Linked DNA regions of Mus musculus: all the other regions are linked to region 2. Evidence: chromatin contacts called from public HiChIP or PLAC-seq data. All regions are on one chromosome and are shown on one strand. Each heading gives the region's core, a stretch centred on a gene start, on an enhancer-like site or on the middle of the called end of the contact. The rest is flanking DNA. Distances are from core to core; before and after follow the strand shown.

Region 1 (3,790 bases), core at 84-2,583, 170 kb before region 2:
ATAGGAAGGCATCAGATGTCTTTTTCCTTCACTCTCTGCTTTAAGTAACCCTTAGGACAGGGTTTTACTTTCTGAACTTGAACTCCTCCTTCAATCTATGCTGGCTGACCAGTGAATCTCTGGATCTGCCTGCCTCTGACCCAGTGTTGGGGTTATAGACATGCGTTCCCGTACATAGGCGCTAGGAATTTAAACGTAGGTCCTTATGCTTTACTGAACAACACTCTTACCCACTGAGCCATCTCCCCAGTCCCTTTTAAGCTTGCTGCCTTTCTAATTAACTAATAAGCAGGATCACTTAGTAGATTCAACACATTGCGTGCTGAGAGGTTCTGTAGACTCTTGTTTTCTCCTAGTAGGCACTTGTATCAACTGGGGAATCTAGCTGGTGCGGCTGGGAGGCAGAAAGCTTTCCAGCACTTTCTTCTGATCCAAGGATGGGGTTTCAATGTTAAAGATATTTGGTTTTGGAGACGACTTAAATATGTTTTTAAAGCAAATGCAATTGGCTTTGATCTCTGTCAAGATTAACGGTCTTAAGGCATTAGGTGGAATGGCTTTATATAGTAAAGAAGATGAAAAGGCGTTAGAGTTGGTGATAGTCACAGGAAAGTGTGTTCCAGGAATAAGGAGCCCTTATGAAAACACCTCAGTGGACTCTGGGGAAGAAAGGTCATGAGAGTAACTGAGAAAAGAAGTCAACCAACTGGGCTTACAATGGAAGAACTCTGTCTTGACTGGAGCGTTAGCCCCAAGCTTCTGCTGATGGTTCAGTGGCCTCAGTTTCCCTTTTCCTTTGCATTTCCTTCCTGCCCAGACGCAACCGGCAGCAGCTGCTTGGTCCCGTACCCTTGCTTGTCTGTTTCTTGACTGCTCTGTCAGTTGCACGCTGACACGGAGGAAGTTATGGTGGGGCGGCACATGTGGCAAGGTGCTGGCGGGAGTGTGAACACGTTAGCAGTTTGGCTTCATTTTCCGAGCTTCTAGGCAGTGAGTGTGAAGACAAAGCACACAGAAAGGGAGCAACAAGGGGGAGGCACATGGTTTACACATTTGGTGAGTTCCTTCAGTAGCCCAGGGAAATCAGGCTTAGAGCCACTAGCCCAAGGTCATGTTTTCTACTTCACCGGGAAGAGAAGATTCTTTTGCAGGTCCAGAGAGCTCGCTGGTCAGCCACCCTAGAGAGGAACGGGTACTTCTTAACTGGCAAAGAGGAGCCACTCGGCATAACGGGATATTCCAGTTGCTGGAGGTCAGTAGGAATATTCTAGATGTTAAAATCCTGCTGTGTCCACATTACCTTGTGAAGCCCTGCGCAGAGCTAACGTTTGCCGCCTGCCCTGCACTGCCTGCCTACGAACAGAAGAGGGCAGCTCACCATGCACTCATTATATACGGCTTACTTGATTAGAATTCTAGAAAAGGAAACCCGCCTTTGATTAAAAAAAAAAAAAAAAAAAAGGTAATGTTTGCTTTTCTAAGTGAACTGATGGCATGATTCTGCTAATAGTTTTGAAAATTTAAATGAATAAAAATGTCGTGTCATTCTCTAGCTTCAAGGGACTTCAGAGTTCTAGTGGGGACCAGCTGTAACAAACTTGGTCGAGGCTCTTTGTACCTGCCGGTCTTCTGCTGGCTAAGATGCTGGCTCTTCAGGTCGCTACTGAGAAAAGGAAGAAAGCAGGAAGGGGGAAATAAAGGAAGACAGAAAGAGGGGAGAAGGGGAGGAAAGAGAGTGAGGGAGGGAAAGGGAGAGGGTCTGTGTGAGGGGAGTATGGAGAGACGGGGGCAGGGCAGGGTACTGAGCCAAAGGCAGAAAGGAGTTTTTCAGCTGATCTGTCTGGTCTGATGGCATTACTTACCGTCCAGGGCTACCCAGGCAGTGAGTGCTGAAGTCAGGCTTAAAGACCAGGGTTTTTAGCATGCATTTCACATTATTTGCCCTCCAAGTCTTGCTTGGTCTAAGTCTGTCTTTGGTTTACTTTTGGAACCCTTTGCCATTCTGCTAAGGCATATACGTTGCTAGTTTACATTTTTCAGTAATTTGATTTTCTATGCTTTTTTGATCTTTCACTTTAAAGATTTATTTATTATTATTCTGTATATGCGTGCCTACATATTTTTACGTGTACCATGTATGTGCAAGTCCTGAGGAGGGCCAGAACAGGCCATTGGATCTGCTGGAACTGGAGCTACAGGCAGTGCGAGCTCACACGTGGGTACTGGGAACCAAATCTGACTCCTTGGTAAGAGTAGTGAGCACTCTAACCACTGATCCCTTAATATACACTTTATTTATTGAGATTTTATTTATTTTTATTTTATCATATGGGTATTTTGTCTGTGTACCATGTGCAGACAGTACCTGCAGAGGCTAGAAGAGGGTGTCCGATCCCCTGGAATGGGACTTAGAGATAGTTGTGAGCTGCAATGTGGGTGCTGGGAATTGAACCTGGGTCCTCTGGAAGAGCAGTCAGTGCTCTGAACCACTGAGTCATTTCCCCAGCCTGATAAGTAGACACTTTAAAAGCAGGAGAACACACTTAGTTTCTTTCCCAGGTTGTCCTGAGTCTTTTCATCTAATGGGGTTTAATTCAGATATTAGAAGATGAATCTAATAAAGGCAAAGTATGTTTGAAAGCAGGCCAGGTATTGGCATGGTGACAAAAACTCTGCTTCTTGTTAGCCTCTGAACTTTCTATAATCTTCATGGTAACAGGAGCAGTGCCTCTCTAGTGGCCCTGTTTGAAACTTGGAATTGATTGTTGTAATACCTCTGTTTCCATGAGGGCATCTAGAACATCCAAGAATTATTAAATGTTCAGGAAAAGACAACCCAAATCATATTTGCTCTATGAGATGTCATTTCTGAGCCTTACTGTTCTCCCCCAAACAGTCTCAGGCAAAGAGGAGGTATGGCTGCATCATACATTGCTTGATCATTAAAAATAGAACTTACACATTAAAAATATTGCACATTTTGAGGTGATTGGTTTCATGAGGTCTTATCAGATCATTCAATATAAAGTCTAGCATTGGCCTGGGGCTCCCTGGAGACTGTGATTTAATTATTCTGAAGTTCAAAACATTGGCTACAAGGGACCAGAAGGCCCTAGCTCTTCCGGTGGGCTTAGATTTCAGTACTTGTCATGGCTGAGATCTAGGGACCTTTCTGTTCTGCTAGATAGTGTTTAAGCTGTTTCCAAAGCAGATACCATATCTGGCTGTATTCTGGCCCATGCCCATGCACTTCCTGCTCAGGGTACTTATGGGCTGGCTCTATGCATCTGAAGCTAACATCTGCCCATGTTTCCTTCTTTATTATACTATGACTGATGTTTGCACATTCCTTTGTATTAGGCTCATGTCTTCTTTCCCTGTGAGCTCCCGCTCTGCCATAAATCCTTAACCATTTAAACAAAGATTTCTTTTTTTTTTTTTTGGACCACGGAGGGGAAATTAATTCTAAATGCATATTTTTGGAGAGGAACAAAACAGAGGGAAACAAAGTTGCTTAAGGGGATTCTAGTTACATTTAGCATCAATCTTTGTAGAACTGTAGTGGAAACTTGAAGAATTAATGAAAACGGTTACATATTTTAGTACCAATTCCTATTATTCGGTTTATATGGTTAAACAATAAAAATGAGGTTTAGTTGCAGGTCAGAGAGACTCCCTCCCCTCTGGTTATTTTCCACAGCACTGGGAGGTGCTGTGCAGGCTGCTGGGGGAGGAAAGACTTCACTGATCTTTCCCAGTGCTGGGCCCTATGTGCTACAACACCAGCCTT
Region 2 (3,594 bases), core at 690-3,189:
GATCTGATCTCTGGCTTTACATGCAAGTGCACACACACACACACACATAGATACACACACACACACACACATACACACACACACACACACACACACACACACACACACACACATTCATCTATACAGAAAGACATATTTCCCAGTCTTCAAAGAAAGCAGGGAGTCAGCAAGAGTGGGGCCCTTTCCTTGTCTCAGGAATTGACTGAAGGCCTTTTCCATGTCCGAGTCCACCACTTTGTTTCTGCCTCCTTGACTCAGCTGCCGCCATTCCTTCTGCCTCACTTCCCTGCTGGGTAGCCACCTCCTAGATCCCCATCCTATGGAGCAATCTCTGATGGCCTTGAGCAGCTTCCTTGTCCCCACTCCCAGGACTAAATATGGCACAATGGTCTTGTCTGTACACACTCCACTTTCCTTGTTAGGTAGGGTGTCAGCACCTGCAGTTGCAGGTCTGTGTCTGATGCGCCAAGTGCACAGTTGGCAATAAATGGCTCTGCTGCTTTGACAGCCTAAGAGAGCACCAGAAACTATGAGGGTTGCCTTGGTTTGGCCTCATGTTCTGACACTGTGCATGTGGCATGTTCTCAAATTTTCCCTTAGCTTAGGCTGTCTTGCATCTTCTATTTTATCTGCCTGCCTGTCTGCCTGCCTGCCTGCCTGCCTGCCTGCCTGTCTGTTTGTATGCCTATCTGTGTGTCTGTCTGTTTATTAGCCTATCTATCTATCTATCTATCTATCTATCTATCTATCTATCTATCTATCTATCTATCTATCCATCCATCCATCCATCCATCCATCCATCCATCTATCTATCTATCTATCTATCTATCTGAGACAAATGCTAGCTTTGGATTATCTATGTACTATAGGATGACCTTGAACTTCTGATCCTTCTGTCTACCTCCTGAGTGCTGGAGTGACAGCTGTGTGCCACCACAGTTGGCCTTTGTGCCTGCAGATGAATTCAGCCAAGCACTCTACCAATTCAGCTACATCCCAGACCTGGGCATCTTCTACACTTCTTCTCTAACCATCATGTCTCCCCTCTCCTCTCATTGACTTACTCGGAAAGTTTAGGTTGTTGGCTGACTTATCATTCAATAAGGATCTTTTGCAAAGGGCAGCATGGCCTAAGAAGACGATGAGTGCGAACAGCAGATGGTCCAGGTGTTTGCGCGCCTCTTGGCATCAACATCTACCAACTGTGTGACTTTGTACAAGCCAATTAACAGCTCCAAGTTTTGGTGGAAAAATGGAAGGGATAATTTCTGCCACCAGGCTTGGAAGACAAGTCAACAATATATGCAAGAGGACCTCCAGTACATCGCATGTGATATCAAGAACATTGCAAGTATATCAAGTATACTGGCATGTGATAAGCACATACTAAGCATTACTTTCCTTTGTTTTGCCACCCTCACTACATACACATAAACTTAAAAATAAATGGATTGGATTTTCTTCACAAAGAAAATCCAATTAAGTTGCTTTGTACCTGCACAGGGAGCAAACCAATTCTTTCCTGTCCTATGGGGCCAGTGACTGTCACAAGAACTATTGAGATGGTAAGATCAAACTACTTCTTCATTAGCGCTAAGTTCTGACACTTGTCCTAAGCAAGAGGATTGGGATGGTAATGCCAATGAGTTTGGTTGTACGCTGGAGACGTCTAGGGAGAATTATTGAAGAATTATGGTGCTGCAGGCTGGAGAGATGGCTCAGCATTTCAGAGCAGTTCCTATCCAGGTAACTCTGATGGGGAGCCAATGGGTGAAATCCTGCTACAACCTCTTGGGTTCTGAATTTACTTAAGTGGAAAGCATTCGAGGAGCTTCTGCTGGAGTTGCTCCATGCAGTGGCTTCTCAGTGCTAGCAGCTCGCAGTGCTGGGCCTTGAGGGTACAGCTGCAAGCGCAAGTGAGATATCGAGCTGAGAAAGAGCAGAGAGGCCGTCGTTTAGAACGCCAGTAGCCTGGAGCTCTAGTGTAGGACACTCCTAATGCACTCTGCTTTATTGAGTGAGCAAGCAGGAGCGGAGGAAAGTATTTAACACATAATTACATGCTTAATCTTGCATAAAATTATCACACTAATGACATCACGGTGGCGAAGCAAAAGGTCAGTCCAAGCACAGGCATTTAGGGTTGCATCTAATGGGTGAGGCTTTATCTTTGCAGACAGCAAATTATACCTTCTCTCCGTAAGGGTTGAGTTGTTTTGGCTCCAGGGCGTTTGAAGGGAAAGCCAAATGCATGGTAGTAATTTTAGATCAAGTGATTTACTTTAGAAAACATTATTTGTTGGGAGTGATTTTTTTAAATCCTGTTGTGCTTTTTGCCTCCAAAATCAACTATGTACTTTATTTGAGTTCATTTATTTGAGTGTCTATTTGCCAAATTTTATTAAGAACTATTGTGTGCCTCAGTCTACTGCCTGCTGTGGACAGCGTAACATCAGCCTTGCCCTAAGCACTGTGCTCTTCAGGTGGAGTCAGAAGAACAAGCAACCTCTGTCCTGGTCATCTCTTGCAGACGGTGGAGTTGGGAGGAAAGGAACGCTTTTGCCTTTGTCACACAGGGACAGAATGAAGCGACTCCCAAAGCTGCTCAGGCTCATTCTCCTGGGGTTGCTGGACCTTCTCAGTAGTGCCTCAAACAGTTCCTTGTCCCGCCACATCTTACTGGACCTCTCAGCTTGTTTAATTTTATGCTATTTATTGATCACATCATTGTTCTTAAAAATGACAACAGAAACATTTTAGAAGCCTGATAGTGGCAGCACATGCCTTTAATCCCAGCACTCAGGAGTCAGTGGTGGGTGGGGCTCTGAATTTGAGACCAATTTGGCCTACACGGTGAGTTCAAGGACAGCCTGAGCTATACTCAGAAACCCAGTCTTGAAAAACAAGTTGGGGGGGGGGGGATATTTGACGTAGTGGCCAATATTTCCTTGGTTCTCCCTTGCTATGTCTCCTGTCTCTCTCATGGGTTTTTCCAGCCTTTTAATCAGAGTGTGTTTCATTTGGAGATCTGGAAGACTGTGTAGTCTCGATGGTGTCTTATACCAGGTCTAAGAACCTTTCTCCCACTTGGTGTCTAAAGACTGAGCAAGTGGTACATCTGCCACTTAGATGGAGAGTTAATGAGGAAGCTGAGAGCCAACGGCTCCTTGACAACAATCAGACAAGTGGCAAAGTATTTTCCAAGTTTTCACTGAAGATGATTTTTCAACATCTGGGAGACCATGCAAGGAACCTTGTGCCTGAAGACAGGTGGTGGTCACTTATGATCTGGTCTCTGTGACACATAGCCAACTATTATTCATAGCACTACATCTAATTTGTGGTTTTGAAGGATGCCAGCCCAAGTTAAATAGCAGAACCCTGCTTTTCTTGGCTTATAATGGCCCTCAGCAGCTTTGGGAGCAGCTCCATTCTGTCCCTGTATGACTAACACCAAAATGTTTCCTTTCCTCCCAACTCTACCATCTCCAAGAAACGATCAGGTTGACCTCAGTTCATTTATTTACCTCAGCATTTAGTTCATCATCCGACATGTGGATTGAAGATGCAACTGCATGGCAGGCTCTGGGTCTG
Region 3 (3,402 bases), core at 556-3,055, 250 kb after region 2:
TGCTCTCCACGGGCCACGAGGAAGCACAGACTATGTCGTAACCATCAATCTTACCAGAATATACAGTTACTCATACCCATGTGCTCCATGTCACCCAAAGACCAACTAAGACTGGGTCCCAGTCTCACTAAAGGCTGTCATTCTGCTATGAGGAACACCCAGCCAACTTCAAGCCTAGAGGTCTCTCAACCAAAGGAAAATGACCTCGAGTTTGTGTGTAAATGGCAGTGTGTACACAGGAGCTCAAAAAGACCAGAATCTCACTTAACCCTAATTCCAGCATTTAACTGAAAACTAACATTGTCCTCAACACTTATTTATACCGTGTTATGTGGATGGTGTAGACCAGTGGAGAATGTTACATTCTTTATAAATATGATCATTGAAGCGCTTTTGGTGTTCATTATAGCTAAATGCATGCATCGAAATGCAGAGGTTTTTCTGTTTGTTTGCTTGTTTGTTTGTTTTTGTTTGTTTGTTTGGTTTTCAAAATAGAAAGCGTTATCCTTACAGCTTTGAGTCTGTGAGGTCCACAGGGGAGAGAACGCACCCGCCACGGAGGGACACATTCACTTTGTCCCTGCCACTTCACACTGAGGGTCACAAGCAATGACAGTACTGGCACCGGGGATCAAATTGCAGAAACATTGGTTTTGGATCATTGTACTTTTGCCTCTGAAATCTCCGCGGGTGGTTCCTACCTTCCCTCTCTAGTAGAGCTGTACAGAGCCCATCTGAAGTGCAAGGAGATGTATGCAGTTCCTTGCCAGTGCTAATCATTGCCCCCTCCTCCCGGACTGTGGAACCCAACCGCTCCTCTTATCTTCAAGGAAGATTAAGCTTTCGAGCTATTCATTAACAAAATAAAAGGTCAAGTCCTTAACCTCTAAAGAATTCCCGTTTCCATCTGCAGCCCAGCAGTTGCTCAAAGGCAAGAACACGAACAGAGAGAAAGCCCCTTCTTTACTCTCAAACTCCCGGTCTGTTTTTAGCAAAGCCATTAATAGGAACAGAATGGTGTGGACCAGCCTTTCAATATGCAAGATGGACAGAGGTAACCAGATTTCTCTTATAGTAGATTATAGGGGGAAATCCATCACTATCTTCTGAAATACCCTCTGACCACCAAAACACACTGACTCCAGGAATATATATTTACCTAACAGGTTTCAAGTTCAGCACGGCTTCCTCCTCTATTTTTCTTGGCTCTCTCTGCCTCCCACCTGCCAAAGTCTTCTCTCAGTGCCCCCTCCCCAGCCTATCAGGCACCACTGGTAAGAAAAGAACTGTTTTCTCCATGACCTCTAAGCCTTCTACTCCACCGAAAGCAACGTGGAGTGCACACTCAGCAGGCTGCGATCGAGCCCGGAGCCAACCTGTCCATGAGGCTTTCCAGACATAAAACCTCACACTGCCCAGTGTGTCTTGTGTTTTGGTCAGCGTGGAGCCCCAAGTCAACCAAGCCTCTCTGTAGCACCTGGCTGCAATCCCTGACCGACCACAGGCACCCCAGCGCTGAGCCCAGCGACAACAAAAAGCTCCAAACAGCAACAGATTCCTTTGTTTTACATGCAAATCCTACCTTCAGGAGTTGTCACATCTTCCTCAAAAGCCACGCTTAATTTTTAATGACAGTGATCCCGTGTAGTCCTCCACACAGCCACCGGTCCTCATCTTTACCTTTCCTGCTGGCTGTCTTTGTGGACCATTGATGTCACACCCTCGCTAACTCATAGCTTTACTCCTCGCTCAAAATGTCTGCAAGAGTTTGGAAGGACAATAGGAGTGACAGGCACGCTAGACAGCCATGCTTAAGATTAGTTCTCCGAAGCTCTGTGGAAGCCGGTCCAGACTGTTTTTAAAAGCGTGCAGGAGGTAGGATTTATTAGCCTATGACAGGCACGCTGCTTCTGTTTTTATTAAATACTGTAATAGGCTGTCTGTTAGCATCGCTGTGATAGGTCCAGCATTTCTTCCCCACTGCTTTCGAATTTTCATACTGAAAAGGGAGCGGAGCCTGATCTGACTTCCCTCCTAGCTCTGCGGCCACCCTACCTACTAGATTAGATTTCCAAATCCTCTAACTTCGGAAGAAAGAACTCCTCCTGTAAATAAGCTCTCTCTAGGAGGGTGAACTTGGGAGTAAACACCCTTGGAATCCCCAAGTGATCCTGTTAGTCCCAGCAAGGGACTCTTGCTTTCCCAAGTTAGAAAAAGACATTATTTCCAGAGCTAGGCGAGAGGATCCTTTCACACAGGGAAAGTTGTGATGGGTAACTGAGGATGCCTTATGGCATGTACTCACCTGAAGTCTCAAATGTTGTATCAGACGGACAGCATGCATCAGAAAACAGATGAACTCATTAGGGCATGTCGGCTGCACAGTTCTTTGCTCCATGCAAAGGTCACCATTTTTCCTGCATCACTGCTCTCTCCATGGAAAGAATGGAAGGTGGGTAGAGGAGCTTGGGATGGGTGCCCTGCCTTGGTGTGGTCCTTTACACAGTAGTGACATAGAAACACTGGCCAGAGAGGAGGCTGTTCTGTGTGTGCAAACACACATCACTCTGAAAAGTGTTTTTCCGGACAGGAATGCAAAAACAAAGTTCTTGCCAGAGAATGTTTTAATGCTCCAACTACCCAGGTTTAGTCTTTTTTTTTTAACTCGGTTTTCCTTTCTCTTCTCTTGCTACCTCAGAACCATAGTTATATAGTAGTTACTATGGAAACTGAGTGGTCGGCACTAAGGGAGGGGCTTAGAGACCAGCAGATGCAATATGGACAGGAGTGTTCTATGTTGGACTATGGAACAGAAATTGAATAGTGGTAATGAACATCTTACAGCCACTGCCAGTGACCCTCTGGAAGACCATCTCAGGGGCATGATTCTAAGTTGCCACTGTTTAATTGTGGGCATTTTTGCTGTTTGGGAGTACGACATTGAGCAGACCCACATCCTCTTCCACATAATAACTGAATATCAGAATTGCTCTCATATCGGTCCAAAGATTTTGCTTTCATTCCTTTCTTTCTTTCTCATGTTCCTGGCTGCTGGTTTGAATATACCCTGATTATATTTGAATTTTAGCTGTTATTTGATTGGTTACAGTTTTTTCTTGGGAATAAAATGTGATTCAGTAGGAAAAAAAGACTCTCTTTGTATCACAAACCATAATCATACTTCATTCTGAGTGAGTGTCCTTACATCATTTCCTTAGAGCTAACCCTGGGCCTGAATATGAAGTTTGAATTTTGAAAGATAACCCTGGACCCACTGGATTGATACAACAGAAAGAAGAGTTTCTTCTTGTTTTTAGCTCCTCAAATAGAAAAGAAACTTTTTTTTCTTTTTTTTTTTTAAAAGAAGTTTTGCTCATCACTTGGTCATCTAAGAGAAACCAT

Evidence for each region. HiChIP or PLAC-seq counts read pairs in DNA pulled down with a chosen protein or histone mark.
Region 1: an H3K27ac HiChIP or PLAC-seq map of SST interneurons shows a contact between it and region 2, with 7 times the contacts expected there. The contact joins two enhancer-like sites. A contact is called at or near these places in 2 of 484 Hi-C or Micro-C datasets (both in cortical neurons), 2 of 115 datasets of contacts at active chromatin or transcription factors (SST interneurons and VIP interneurons) and 1 of 9 other capture datasets (pancreatic islet).
Region 3: a contact with region 2 is called in an H3K27ac HiChIP or PLAC-seq map of VIP interneurons, with 2.6 times the contacts expected there. The contact joins the promoter of Kcnmb2 here to the enhancer-like site in region 2. A contact is called at or near these places in 2 of 39 promoter capture datasets (embryonic stem cells and hippocampal neurons), 1 of 484 Hi-C or Micro-C datasets (cortical neurons), 4 of 115 datasets of contacts at active chromatin or transcription factors (SST interneurons, VIP interneurons, forebrain and 1 more) and 3 of 9 other capture datasets (adipose tissue, embryonic stem cells and pancreatic islet).

What each region holds. Positions count from the first base shown.
Region 1 is chr3:32,315,369-32,319,158 of GRCm38.p6, reverse strand. All of the region lies in intron 1 of Gm42201 (a long non-coding RNA gene), which reads left to right. Among named protein-coding and RNA genes, the nearest start is that of Gm42201, 9.0 kb to the left of the region's middle. Within about 2 kb of position 1,333, at least 8 of the 459 cell types and tissues checked have an H3K27ac peak or open chromatin away from gene starts, as enhancers often do. A contact at or near this core is called in SST interneurons and VIP interneurons, where this site is marked.
Region 2 is chr3:32,148,601-32,152,194 of GRCm38.p6, reverse strand. All of the region lies in intron 2 of Kcnmb2 (potassium large conductance calcium-activated channel, subfamily M, beta member 2), which reads right to left. Among named protein-coding and RNA genes, the nearest start is that of Gm42201, 180 kb to the left of the region's middle. Within about 2 kb of position 1,939, at least 10 of the 459 cell types and tissues checked have an H3K27ac peak or open chromatin away from gene starts, as enhancers often do. A contact at or near this core is called in SST interneurons, VIP interneurons and pancreatic islet, where this site is marked.
Region 3 is chr3:31,901,106-31,904,507 of GRCm38.p6, reverse strand. Kcnmb2 (potassium large conductance calcium-activated channel, subfamily M, beta member 2) reads right to left here and starts at 1,805. Exons shown (of 6, transcript NM_028231.2): 1 at 1,583-1,805. It overlaps Gm34031 (a long non-coding RNA gene), which reads left to right and starts at 2,334. Exons shown (of 3, transcript XR_389652.3): 1 at 2,334-2,452.